Linked DNA regions of Mus musculus: regions 2 and 3 are each linked to region 1. A link is a contact called in public HiChIP or PLAC-seq and promoter capture Hi-C data. All regions are on one chromosome and are shown on one strand. Each heading gives the region's core, a stretch centred on a gene start, on an enhancer-like site or on the middle of the called end of the contact. The rest is flanking DNA. Distances are from core to core; before and after follow the strand shown.

Evidence for each region. Promoter capture Hi-C pulls out the DNA fragments that hold promoters and counts their contacts. HiChIP or PLAC-seq counts read pairs in DNA pulled down with a chosen protein or histone mark.
Region 2: a promoter capture Hi-C map of hippocampal neurons shows a contact between it and region 1, with 2.1 times the contacts expected there. The contact joins the enhancer-like site here to the promoter of Rora in region 1. A contact is called at or near these places in 3 of 39 promoter capture datasets (the 3T3-L1 cell line, hippocampal neurons and pre-B cells), 2 of 484 Hi-C or Micro-C datasets (cerebral cortex and nephron progenitors) and 1 of 115 datasets of contacts at active chromatin or transcription factors (forebrain).
Region 3: an H3K4me3 HiChIP or PLAC-seq map of forebrain shows a contact between it and region 1, with 5 times the contacts expected there. The contact joins the enhancer-like site here to the promoter of Rora in region 1. A contact is called at or near these places in 2 of 39 promoter capture datasets (the 3T3-L1 cell line and hippocampal neurons), 8 of 115 datasets of contacts at active chromatin or transcription factors (cardiomyocytes, craniofacial prominence, embryonic limb bud and 4 more) and 3 of 9 other capture datasets (adipose tissue, liver and pancreatic islet).

The regions. Positions count from the first base shown.
Region 1 is chr9:68,651,494-68,656,000 of GRCm38.p6, forward strand. It overlaps Rora (RAR-related orphan receptor alpha), which reads left to right and starts at 2,293. Exons shown (of 11, transcript NM_013646.2): 1 at 2,293-2,479. The coding sequence starts at 2,314. It overlaps Gm31325 (a long non-coding RNA gene), which reads right to left and starts at 2,298. Exons shown (of 2, transcript XR_379584.1): 1 at 2,232-2,298; 2 at 1,574-1,915.
Region 2 is chr9:69,122,568-69,127,074 of GRCm38.p6, forward strand. All of the region lies in intron 1 of Rora (RAR-related orphan receptor alpha), which reads left to right. Among named protein-coding and RNA genes, the nearest start is that of Gm46153, 180 kb to the right of the region's middle. Within about 2 kb of position 2,639, at least 116 of the 459 cell types and tissues checked have an H3K27ac peak or open chromatin away from gene starts, as enhancers often do. A contact at or near this core is called in cerebral cortex, forebrain, hippocampal neurons and 1 more, where this site is marked.
Region 3 is chr9:68,237,244-68,241,750 of GRCm38.p6, forward strand. No RefSeq gene overlaps it. Among named protein-coding and RNA genes, the nearest start is that of Gm22382, 41 kb to the right of the region's middle. Within about 2 kb of position 2,053, at least 7 of the 459 cell types and tissues checked have an H3K27ac peak or open chromatin away from gene starts, as enhancers often do. A contact at or near this core is called in forebrain, where this site is marked.

The sequences.
Region 1 (4,507 bases), core at 1,043-3,542:
CCTGTTTCTAGACTTGAACTATAGGTAACTATGAACATGGGGGGGTAGAATCAGCCTTTCTCAGGATGAGCATCTTTAATTAGTTGTTCAATGCAGAGTGGTCAGCTTTGAAGCCATATACACACCACCAATTCAAAACGGACGTAGCAGGTTTGATTTATATTTATTTGTGTTTACACACGTGCATATATATGCAACAAATGTAATCAAAGACCAAGAGCTTTTTTTGGGGGGGGTAGGAGTGGGAATGGGAGGGGGAGTTACTAGGAGGAGCTGGAGTAAAAAAATAAACAGGAGAGTGATGTAACTCTGTTTCAAGTAACAACTTAAAATAAAAATAAAAAAAATAAAACAATATTCTAAGACAACCAGCAGATGTATTTTGAGACTTCTGTCCCAGAGGAAGTTGTCTATTAAGCTGTGTGCTTTGAAGTGTTTGTTTAGACTTAGAGAAGTCAAATGTGATGGTGCAAGAACATCAGCAACAGGCTAACCAATAGAAAGTCCTGAGAGTAGATGCTACTCAGAAAATGAGTCTGGGGAATCCACCCATCTGATTTGAGATAGAGGAGACCATTATAGCACTGTGTACAGGCACCAGCGGATAGTCTATGGCCAGGGATCATTGCAGAGCTCAGATTTAGGTGTTAGAAGCCTTCACATCCCATCCAGATCATCTGGAAGAATGGGCCACAGCTAGGCAGGTGAATACACAGGCCATGGCAAAGATCACTGTGTGCTTGAATCCAATCCACATAACCAATCAACAGCAACTGGCAGGGGGTGTGGGAGGAGCCTTCTTAAACTATTTAACTAGATTTATCCTTTTTTTTTTTTTTAAAAAAAGCATTTTCCAAACCAGAAAATTAGCAAAGTACAATGTCTCCCCATTCTCCCCCCACCGCACACCCCTGAAACACACTTATTTTTGCCACCTTCTGGTAGATAATAATATTTGTGTTGTTAAATTTTTCAGGTTTTCTGGAAGGAAGGTGGGGGTGTAAAAATGAACTGATTTCATTAGCATCTTCAGAAATAAAAGGAAATGGTGGCTTCATTATTGAGACAGAGAAGCCAGCTCTCACATAAGGATATTCACCACCCAGCCTATTAGTGCTGATATTTCCTACTGGAGTTTGGGGTAGAGGTAAGCACTTAATTCTCAGCTTTCCTTAAGTATCAGCTAGTAGATGGGTGTGCTCCAAAGGGAGTTAAGCTCAGAATCATGCCTTATAAAGATAAGACTCGTTAATTATCTGGATTTTTTTTATTATCCAGACGTTATTAATACCTCTCCAGGATGTCTGTCTGCTGTAGATGAGCCTGTGCATTTAATAGCAAAAATACCAGTGGGAATAGGAAACTAGCAGACACACTGGAGTTCAGATGCAGCTAGGCCCCTTTCATGGGTTCAGAAGTCCTTCACCAAACTGACCAAAGTTTTCTTCACAAAATAGTGGCCTGCCAAACAGTTTCTGGATCCTTCATGGAGGAAAAAAAAAAAAAAAAAAAAACACGGCAAAAGAGCTTGAAAGAGACCTCTTCCCATAACACTAGTTACTGGCTAGACATATGCATCCTACAATCACAAAATTTATTTTAGACTCAGTCATATCTAAGACTGGAAACCCCAGACTGTCCCATCCCAAAGTAAAAAGCGCCAAGTTTGTCGTCTGGTCCTCCCACCTTCCTCCTTCCAGAGGGTTGTCAGTCAGCTTCTAATTCCCTTTTAGTTTTCCCCAGCCTCGGACCGAGCTTGCAGAGAGCTGCAGTTACCAGCGAGTGCCCCAACGCGGATAACCGGATTTGTCTCCTCCTCCCAAGCTGGCTGCGGATAGGAGACACCGAGTTACTGCCCCCGAGGGAATCTCAAAAGTAGACAGAGCCACACGTCGCCGACCGATCCTTTCTGTAGCTGGGTTAAAGAGGAGAGGGAGGATCGGGGCGCAGGAGGCACCCCATCTTTCTCCTCCCTCCCTCTTCTCCACCTCCCAAATTTGGCAGCCTTGTGTAGCTCCCGGTCTGGGGTCTGGAGGGTGGAGAGTGTGGGTGCGGGGGCCGGCTGGAGACGCTCTCGCTAGCGCTGCCTGTGGCCAAACCCGCCTCACGTCCCCTCTCGGCCGCACACGCGTCCACCGCCACTCGCGCGCTCGCTCGCGCTCTCGCCTGGCTAGGTCCCTCCTGCTCTCGCCCGTCTCCTTTTCCTTTTTTTTTTTTTTTTTTTTTGGTACCATAGAGTCGCTCTGAAAACAGAAGATAGAGGGAGTCTCGGAGCTCGCCATCTCCGCCGATCTCTACATTGGGAAAAAAAACATGGAGTCAGCTCCGGCAGCCCCCGACCCCGCCGCCAGCGAACCGGGCAGCAGCGGCTCGGAGGCGGCCGCGGGCTCCAGGGAGACCCCGCTGACCCAGGACACGGGCCGCAAGAGCGAGGCACCGGGCGCGGGGCGCAGGCAGAGCTATGCGAGCTCCAGCCGAGGTAGGAGACGCTGCGACCAGGCTCCGGGCAGGGGGGCGGCGGGAGCGGTGCGCCGAGCCCGGAGGGGACCAGGCACCCCGGGGGAGCGCGCGCTCGGGGAGCGGGCGACACGCGGGGTCCCCGGGACCGGTGCACGCGCGCGCGAGCCTATCGTGGTGCCCTGAGCGACCGGCACCCCCGCCCCTCCCCCCGCGGCCCCCCACAAATGTTGCAAACTTTTGCAAGCCAGTGCTGGGCTTGCGGGAGAGGGCAATGGGGGACGGACCCGAGCGTTGACAGCCAGACGACTCCAACCCCACCTCCCCCTTGATTGCATGTTTTATTTTCTGCAAAGAAGAGCTATCCAAATTAAATACGATTCCCCCCACCAAAAAGAAACCGAGATGGGGGAGTGGGGGTAAAGAAACTTTTAAAGCGGTAGTGTCCTTTTAAGAAGGGGGAGGGGGTCTGTTTGTGGCTACTCGCTTTCTCGGTTACCTTTTCTGCTTTTGACAGTTTCCCTCATACCCATCCCCACCACCCCGCGGTAGGAATCGAGAAGTGTTCGAATCCTCCCTCTCCCGGAAAAGCTTGGAGGTTCGGGAGGAGTGAGAGACCTAGAAGTCTCAGGGGGCGGAAGGGGGGCGACGCGGGCAGCTTCTCTTCTGCAGCTCTTGGGGGTAGGCTTGGAGGACAAGGCAGAGAGATCCGGGTCCCAGCGCGCGGGATGTTGTGGAGTTGATTTTCCCCGCCGGGCAAAAGGAAGAAGCGCAACTTTGTAGCCGTGGGTTCGGAGCCCGCAGTCCTAGAGGAGGCTGGCAGGGGGCGTGTGCAGCGCGCGGAGGGAGGGCAATGGTGGAGTGGGGCGCTCCACGCGCGATTGGAGGGAGCGGCTGCGAGGCAAACAAGCCGAGAGAGAAAGCCGAGAAAAGCACCCAAACTTATTTCTGCTCTGGGAATCCTCCGCTCGCCGCGATGCCCAGCGTTTCTGCCGGAACCTGGGGTTGATCGGAGTTGAGTGCTGGTTGGCCAGGGCTAAGGAGGCAGCCCTTCCTGGGCCTTTGGTTCATTTTGTGTTGGTGTCTGGAGTGTGTGAAAGAGAGGACCTGGGGAGACAAGGGTGCTTGCTCCTCTCCGGTCGTTTTCCAAAAGTGGTCTAACCGGGGGAGCGCGGGTGGGGGGAGCTGACTTCTTTCTTAAAGGTGTCAGAAGCTGCTGTGGGATCCCCACCCCCTCCTTCGGGGGTGGGGGATTATTTATTTGAATGCTCCTGGAGTTTGCAAAGAGCAGGAGGAAGCTGCAGCTTTAATTACTGTTGTAAATAATGTATAAATCACGCCTGTCACTCCGGAGGAAGCAGGCTCCTGCGAGCCACCCAGGGGCTTGGGACAGAGTGGATCTCTCCAGCCAGGTTTGGCGGCTATGGGGTCTGTGGGGAGACGAAGGGGGGACCGAGAGCCCCTCCCTTCCTCTTGGATGTGTTAGTTGGAGGTAGGAACATGGCTGATCATGTGCTGGCTGTTTTACAGTATTCTCCCCTCCCGCCCCACCTTAGCCACACCCCCTGTCCGGGAGCTTTCCCATTCACGGAATTCAAGTACAGTAAAAGCCATCCGGATGACATATGCTGCTGCTGGTGGTGGTGGTGGGGTACCATTTAATTAAAGGCGATTTCCGAAGAGTGTGTCGAGGCTCTGTTTGAATCAGGGGAATGGGGGCGACAAGGACCGGGACGAAAGGAAAGGGGTGTGTGTGAAGGCTTCGGGTGGGGGGCGGCCGCAACGGACCACCAGTTCTGCGAGTTTGTGCAGAGCTTTTGGCTGCAAGGAGTCTATTTAGAGCCCGAGATTTGGAATGCGAGCGGGTTATGTAACAGGGTTAATCAGAAACGCTGGAGAAAATCCCCTTCATGTGTTTGGAGGCTTTTTTTTTTTTTTTTAAAAGAAGGGGTGCACAGTGTCTAGTAAGTGGCTCTGATTTCTAGTTTGTGCCTTTCTTCTTTCTCTAGCCCCTCCCCACCTCCCCTGCTTTATTAACATCTTCAGGTGT
Region 2 (4,507 bases), core at 1,389-3,888, 470 kb after region 1:
CAGCAAGGTTGAGCTCTGGCCTCCGTGTGTGTGTGTGTGTGTGTGTCTGTGTGTGTGTGTGTGTGTGTGTGTGTGTGTGTATGTGCGCGCGTGCGAGAGAGAGAGAGAGAGAGAGAGAGAGCGCGTGCACGTGCTAAGATAAAGACTTCTTGATAGTATTTAGGACTGACTAGTCAGCTACGCAGAACTCGGAGCCCCGAGGAGGTGTGAAGACTTGGGAGAGGACAAATGAGGACAGGAAAGACTGAAAATCCAGAAAGGAGGAAGGACAGTCAGCGGGGCTGACAGGTGCATCTGTCTTCAAGAAGAGCATAGGGCCAAGATGAAGGCAGAGACAGAAGCTTAGAGCCTCCAGCAGGCTCTCTCAACCATTTTTAAATTTGTGAGCTCATCTTATACTCATTTTTATGGAGATTTTTAATCATCGGATCATTTTGCATTTGCAAGGAAAGTGAAGTAATTTAATGTTTTCTTAAATATATGCCATTTAAGATAAGTCTATATTAAAAGTTTCATTACAAAATTAATTGAATACAATGTTTACTAACATTCATGGATTATAATAATAAATTTTGAATGAGTTCCATCTAACAAGTGATGCACATGATTTGATTTACTTTAATTATGCAAGTAATGACAATTTATAAAACAGTTTTAAATGACATCCAGTAGCATGCTTAGCTTAGAAATCAAACAAATATTAAACTTTGAGCCAGTATTTAATTCTCTATCATTAACAAAACTAGACCAATCTGCTTTCAGAACTGGGCAAGGAAACCTTGTGTTTTGGGTAAAATAAAAATGTGATATTTTTTTCCTCACTTAATTTTATTTCTAATCAGCAAAATATAAGAACATCTGACCACTATTGGTAAACACTTCTGTGAAAATCCCTAGAGGCTAAATTAGATATGAGTAGCACTATATTTTCTCATATTAATATTTTTGTGACAAAGATTGCAATAGGGGACATGAGAGGTAGGGAGAGTTCTGAAACTTGGTGATGAAAATCTTCAAATAACAGGCTGGAAAATATCTCAGTGGATAAAAGGGAGCAGAACTCAGATCCCCAGACCCCATGTAAAGTCATCTGTAGTCACAGCACTCAGGCAGTGTGTCTCAGGCCAGCTAACCTGGCTTATGTAACAGGGAGACAGAGATCTGCCTCCAACAACACGGACTGTCAGGACTGACTTCTCTGTGTGTTCTGTGGCACAGGCACACCCACGCCTACAAACATAAACACACACCTACGTGTGTGAGACACACACACACACACACACACACACACACTTCTTAAGTCTTAAAATACAGTTGTCCCTCTATAAAGTGACATTTTTGGGCCCACAGATTCAACCAACCACAGATTGAAAATATTTGGTCAAGTGTTGTGTGTGTCCTGAACACATACCAACCTTTGCTTCTTCTATTTGTTGCTTAAACAATATAGTCTAACATCTACTTAACATTCACACGTAGTGGGCATTAGAAGTAGTCCAGAGAGTCTTCTATGAGAGGCTTAGGCATCCTTGGGGTCCTAGAGCCTCCCCTCGCTGATCCCGCGATCCACTGCTGTCTGTAGAGTTCCTGTCATTTCAGAAATCTGCTATTTGCCTTTGCCAAGAAGCCATTGCCAAGGGGGATATCAGCCAGCTTAATCAATGAGATGGTTAACAAACAATAATACTTTTCATTGGTGTGATGATTCAACTCTAGTCATGGCTGGTAGTACTTATTGTAACATCTCTTCTTATAGTGGAGAATGAATACGGGGCCATGAACAATGGCTTTGAATTCTAGTCTTGTCATTCACAAACATGAATTGACACAGAGTTATACAATGGCTCTGGGCTTAGTTTCCCTGGCTGTAAACTAGCGGTGGTTGAAATCTCTGCTTTCACTGCAGTTATGAGATTCAATATTTTTAGGAGTGTATGGAGGGAGCAGAGGATGCCCTCAAGTGTCACACTCAGGTGCACCATGCCCTTCCTTTGAGATGGGGCCTCTCATTTCCCTAGAACTCACCAGGATAGATTCACTGGCCAAGAAGTGTGGAGGATTTCCCAGCACTTGGCTGATAGAGCAGTCAGGACCACACAGAGCTTTTTATTTGGGTACTGGGGATCTAAGCTCAGGTCTTCATATTTGCAAAGCAAGCACTTTAGCCACAGAGCAGTCTTTCCATCCCCGATTGTGAGACTTAATAGCAATAACAGATGAAGAGTGGCGGGGTCAGGGTTTATTCCCAGCCCTCCTGGCAAAGCAAGGTGACTATTTTCATATTTACCCCCAACTGGGACCTGAGCACTTGGGGCCAAGACCACCTCAGCTGATAAACCCAGCTCTGACAGATTTGTGTTCAATAATTATCTGTTGGCTGAATGGATAAACTAGACAAAAGGATGAGTGAAAACCAATTGTTTAAAGAGAAATGAAAAAGGAAATGTCATATCTACTTTCCTGGATAAGAAAGCCCAGACCCAGAGAACTAAAATGGTTAAGGGTGGTATAGAGCTAACTAACACAGGACTAATACATCTCCCTTCTCCCCCACCGAACCCCCACATCACCATCACCCTCCTTTGTAAACCTCTGGCCTTTGGCAGGCTCCTGGACTGCATTTTTCAGAGCTGCTGTCACATAGTTTAGAAAACCGGAAACAATACTTGCCTCTGCTTTTATGGCCGAGGCTTCTAGAGTAAAAAGCCAAGGCAGCCTTTAAATGTTTCATTTTTATAAGGGGCCATAAAGAAAAGCAAAAAAAAAAAAATCATAAATCCAGATCTCAAACACCTTAGACCACCCTCGGTCAGCTGGACATAGCTTCAGAAAATAGACGGAAGTTTCTCGAAGTTTCTTTCTTTGGATGCAGGAAGTGTGTTTGCTCGGTCGGTGGTGACTCACCGTGCCTCCTGCACCAGGCATGGAGACAGAACCTTGCTTATTTATTGTGCGCCTCTTTTCAGTTTACAAGGTCAGACTGGATGTTAGGGCTGTTTCCCCAGCATCGCTCTACTGACCGACTTCACTCTAATCCCCTGAAGTCACTTAAATCAAGGAGAGGCGGTGGGGGCGGGGACCCATCAGAGAGCACCAGTGACTGCCTCCCGCCCGCCCGCCCGCCCGTTGTTCTCGGAGGCAAATTAATTTGACGCTGTTATGCCTGTTATGTAAGTGTGATCGTCCCCTCTAATCACATCACAGGACTGAGAGCTGCCAGAAATAACAGGAGGGAACATTCGAGATATCAAAGGGGAGACACTAAAATAGATTGTTTATTTAGGTACCGAATGGAAACGCTATTATTGGGAGATGCAAAACAACCCTCCTCTCACACATCCTTGCTTCACATACTGTGCCTCCAAGAGATATGAAATCAGTGCTTCCGATGGAGTAGGAAGTGAGGGGAACTGGGGGTGTCAACGTAGCGGTGGCTTTGTGGGTGTCTGCCATTGCCTTCTGCACCTGCCTCTTCTGTGAAGCTTCTCTCATGGTCCAAAGTTCTTTCTTTGTATCCACCTCAGCCCCGGTCTGACTCTCCTTACACTATTCCATTGCCACCCTGCTTCCCCTTGTTCTTCCCCAAGTCCAGCCGAGATGCTACTCATCAGGAGAAGTTCAAAATATATGGCATCCCCATCTTTTAGTACATGCTAGGTATCTGTTTCTCTTCCCCAAATTCTTTTCCTGTTCCCTCTTGGGCAGGAGTTCAAGTAAGGAGATATACCTTGGAGTGATGGCTCATTGTGGTCTACAATGTGCTGTGTGTTGGGGTTGGGGGGAAGGAGACGGCAGGGATGTAGGGGGTGCACTATGTGTGTGTGTGTGTATGTGTGTGTGTGTGTGTGTGTGTGTCTTCAGGGTGTGTTTATGTGTGGGTAGTGCATGCATGCAGAGGTCAGCATAGGATATCTTAATTGTTTCTCTAAGAAATAGTCTTTCTTTGAACCTGGAGCTCACTGATTCTGCTGTGTTATCTAGCCAGTGAACCCCAGGGGTCCTCATATTTCTGTCACTCCCAGCAGTGAAGGTTGTACCCCATTGCCATGGTGCCTGGCTTTTGTGTGGGTTCTGGACATCTAAACTCAGGCCTTCATGCTTGCAGAACAAGCTCTTTACCCACTGGACCAATTCCTCCATCCCTGAAAACCACCATGGAAGTAAGCTGAACCATTTGGACCACAGGCAGGCTTCAGGGAGGCATGTTGTTGCCATGGCAAGACGGGCTCTCTTCCAAGGATCTATGATGCTCCTTTGTTTCTTCTCTGTGCTGACCACTGCCTGCCTTGAAATGCTTTTGGGCTGTATCTCCACAGAAGAATGAGGTGATTCTCTTGAGTGGAAACAAGGGCCACGCCCATGGAGAACTGATAGGTGGCATGAGTCTTTGCTTGTCACCCTTGGCTGGCTTTGTTCATGGGGTTGGATGGCTTTGCTCATAGGACTTGACCATAAAGGTATTATCCATGCAACCCAGATTGTCAGAGTACACACACACACACACACA
Region 3 (4,507 bases), core at 803-3,302, 410 kb before region 1:
TTCCTTCCTTTCCTTCCTTTCCTTCCTTTCCTTTCCTTTCCTTTCCTTTCCTTTCCTTTCCTTTCCTTTCCTTTCCTTTCCTTTCCTTTCCTTTCCTTTCCTTTCCTTTCCTTTCCTTTCCTTTCCTTCCTTCCTTCCTTCCTTCCTTCCTTCCCTCCTTCTTTCCTTCCTTTCTTCCTTCCTTCTGTCCTTGCTTCTTTTCCTCCTCCTCATCTCTCTATCATATCTAACATATCTAATCTATCTATCTATCTATCTATCTATCTATCTATCTATCTATCTATAACATATCAATCAATCATAGCAACAGGAAAGAAGCTAGTACCTCTATTATCCAATGAGTTGTTTGACTAACACCCCAGTAGAATTCTCAAAATCTGGCAGTGAACAAGGCCTAATGTTCAGTACTGACTGAGACAACTTTTTAGTGTCTGTCTTCTTCTCTTCCCTTCATATAAATTGAGAGACTTGAAAGAATTAAAAGGGATCTTTCCTGGGAAAAGGGTGGGGAATTTTAAACTCATATCTGAAGAACATGAACTAATGCTTATTAGAAATCATTAAATGTCAGCTCCAAACTCCGTCTCTGTAACTCCTTCCATGGGTGTTTTGTTCCCAAATCTAAGGAGGGGCATAGTGTCCACACTTCAGTCTTCATTCTCCTTGAGTTTCATGTGTTTAGCAAATTATATCTTATATCTTGGGTATCCTAGGTTTGGGGCTAATATCCACTTATCAGTGAATACATATTGTGTGAGTTTCTTTGTGAATGTGTTACCTCACTCAGGATGATGCCCTCCAGGTCCATCCATTTGGCTAGGAATTTCATAAATTCATTCTTTTTAATAGCTGAGTAGTACTCCATTGTGTAGATGTACCACATTTTCTGTATCCATTCCTCTGTTGAGGGGCATCTAGGTTCTTTCCAGCTTCTGGCTATTATAAATAAGGCTGCTATGAACATAGTGGAGCATGTGTCCTTCTTACCTGTTGGGGCATCTTCTGGATATATGCCCAGGAGAGGTATTGCTGGATCCTCCGGTAGTACTATGTCCAGTTTTCTGAGGAACCGCCAGACTGATTTCCAGAGTGGTTGTACAAGCCTGCACTCCCACCAACAATGGAGGAGTGTTCCTCTTTCTCCACATCCTCGCCAGCATCTGCTGTCACCTGAATTTTTGATCTTAGCCATTCTGACTGGTGTGAGGTGGAATCTCAGGGTTGTTTTGATTTGCATTTCCCTGATGATTAAGGATGTTGAACATTTTTTCAAGTGCTTCTCTGCCATTCGGTATTCCTCAGGTGAGAATTCTTTGTTCAGTTCTGAGCCCCATTTTTTAATGGGGTTATTTGATTTTCTGGAGCTGAGATGAAAGGATGGACCATGTAGAGACTGCCATAGCCAGGGATCCACCCCATAATCAGTATCCAAACGCTGACACCATTGCATACACTAGCAAGATTTTATTGAAAGGACGCAGATGTAGCTGTCTCTTGTGAGACTATGCCGGGGCCCAGCAAACACAAAAGTGGATGCTCACAGTCAGCTAATGGATGGATCATAGGGCTCCCAATGGAGGAGCTAGAGAAAGTAGCCAAGGAGCTAAAGGGATCTGCAACCCTATAGGTGGAACAACATTATGAGCTAACCAGTACCCCGGAGCTCTTGACTCTAGCTGCATATATATCAAAAGATGGCCTAGTCGGCCATCACTGGAAAGAGAGGCCCATTGGACTTGCAAACTTTATATGCCCCAGTACAGGGGAATACCAGGGCCAAAAAGGGGGAGTGGGTGGGCAGGGGAGTGGGGGTGGGTGGATATGGGGGACTTTTGGTATAGCATTGGAAATGTAAATGAGTTAAATACCTAATAAAAAATGGAAAAAAAAAAAAAGAAATCATTAAATGGAACCTCTGGTTCTCAGCCTTGTTTTTGAATTGGTGACTAATTCCTTAGGCTGAAAGTGTGTCACACTGTTTTACCACTATACTCAACAGAAAGGGATCCCTTGGAGTGAGTCATGGGAACACCCACTATTAGTTCACTAATTCTTATGTGAGTGGTGGTACTCCTGCTTCACACCTGCAGCTAATTACATACCTCTAGCCCTTCTTCTATGTGAGACAAGATGTCTTAGCCAACCAAAGCCAGTGAGACAATGCCAATAACTCAGATATGGCAGAATGATTGCCTATTTGGTCTAAGTAACTATTTGTGATTAATATTATAATTTTAGCAAGTATTACTTCACTGACAAGGTACATATTCCAACATAGTTTTTTGTAGTTGTATTTATTTGTATTTTTTAACTTTCCAGTGTGTGGCTTGATGTTTTTAGAGAATACCCCCATTGTCCATATTCTCTGGAGTCCACGCCAGGGGACATTCTGCTTTGCTAGTAGAGAAGCAGCCATTGAGGATTTCTTGGCAATTCTGAATCAAAATGCCCTTGCCAGAACTTAATTTGGGGAATTGCATTTCTCCCCACTAATTAACTCCATTGTTTCAATTAGGAAAGTCCTATTCCTTCCAGCCCAGAACACAGCCACCGTACAGGAAGATGGCTTTGAAGTGCTTTCACAGTGAAGCCAAGCATTTCTTGTACCAAACTCACCCAGGCTCCTTAGCAGCCGTATTTTCAAAATGGCTGACCTTGTTTTAAGGATCACCGTGTCGGACCCAAGGGACAATATAAAGTTGAAAGTTAAATCAGGAGAAGTCTGAGGAAGGTCAACTTATGTCATGTAAGAAGGCTCTCAGAAGTAAAGTACATGTTCAAGTTCTAGTTATTATGTTCAGATAGTCCACGAATCAAAAATAAAACAAGTCTCTCCTCTCTGTGTATAGGCAGAGGAGGTCTAACTGCATCTACTGGGTTGAATATCCTCGAAGCTGATATCCTTAGAATCATAATAACTGGCTGGGAATATAGCTCAGTAGTAGAGCTTAGCTTAGAAACCACAAGGTCTAGGGTTCACTCCCCAACACACACACACACACACACACACACACACACACACACACACACAAACTAGCTGAATTACCACAAATCCTGCCAGCCACCTGACCCTCATGATCAATGGCTGAAGAGATAATTTCACCTAAAGTATAGAGCATAGTCAGCAATCTGTGATCTTTGGCAAGGAAATTAAAATCACTTCCTCTCTATTAATGCAAATTATTATAATTAACATCAGTGATGTATTTAATTGCTATTTGTGAAAACCACTTTCTATCTGCATTAAGCTTTGGAAAATAGCTATAAATATTTTGGTGGCTTGTGACAGTAAATTAATTGCAGTACTGACTTAAGAATAATTTAGAACCTTGTTGATCTGTTGGCTCATTTTCCCAAGTGACTTTGCCATTTTGAGCTAGAAAAAAGAATCGCCATAGACACCTTACCCTTTGATGAGTGTTCCTCATCTGTTGTCCCGATATCGAAGATTTCAGTGCCAGGGAGAAGGGAGGATGTTGAAAGATACTCTTCCTCACCCCCATCCCGCTCACTCGCCCTTTCATATGCAGCTCTGGTAGATGTTTTTATCCTGTCTTTTTCTATTCTCAGAAAAATTCGTATCTCAGTTTACTCAGAGAATATTAGCCAAGCAGCAGGCAAAGTCAGGCAGGTGTTACAGTCAACTCCTACGCTCTACAGGAACATAGGCGTTGTCATACTGGCATCAAGAAGATAGGAACAGAGACTAAAGAAGCTTCCTGTGAGCCTCCCTCTGTGTAGCCCAGCTGTCAACCTGTAGGACAACAAGCCTAGAACATGGTTTATCTTTACTGAAGGAGGTCCCTATGTGACTCTTGTACGTGTGAAGAAAGCTTGTCTTTTTCTTTATTAGTTTGGAATCAGTGTCCTGTCTGTCCTGACATCTCCTGTTCAGCTAGAATGTGGGAGGGTACATGTGAAGAACCTCAAATGCTGTGTTAGGCCATCATATGTATACCATGTCAGAGATCGTGTCTTGTACTGATGCCTGAATTGCTAGTCTTTAGTGTCCTTAGTTAGAAAATGGGGCAGTTTCTTCTGTCTCAAAATCGTATTCCTAATGATGTCCAGCAGTTTTCTCTTAAAATTAATTGTAGCCTGGTCAGTTCATTTTGGAAACAATTGGTTTTAAATCTTTCATTTAGGCTATATTCTTAATAACAGTCCCATCTATAGACTGAGTCCTATTTAAGACACATTTCCGTGGGGCTGGTGAGATGGCTCAGTGGTAAAGAACACGTGCTACTCAAGCAGAAGACCTGGGTTCAGTTCCTAGCATACACATGGAAGTCCACAACCCACTGTAAATCCAGCCCCAGGGAAGCTGATGTCCACTTTTGGTCTCTGCAGGCACACATATGGTGTGCACACACAGACAAGCAGACATACACCCGTACACCTAAAGAAAAATAAATTTAAAGGTTAAAAACGACTGAAGACCTAAAGACAACAATGATGATTTTTTTAAAACTGTCTATGCCTAAAAGGCTACCTACAGTATAGTAGA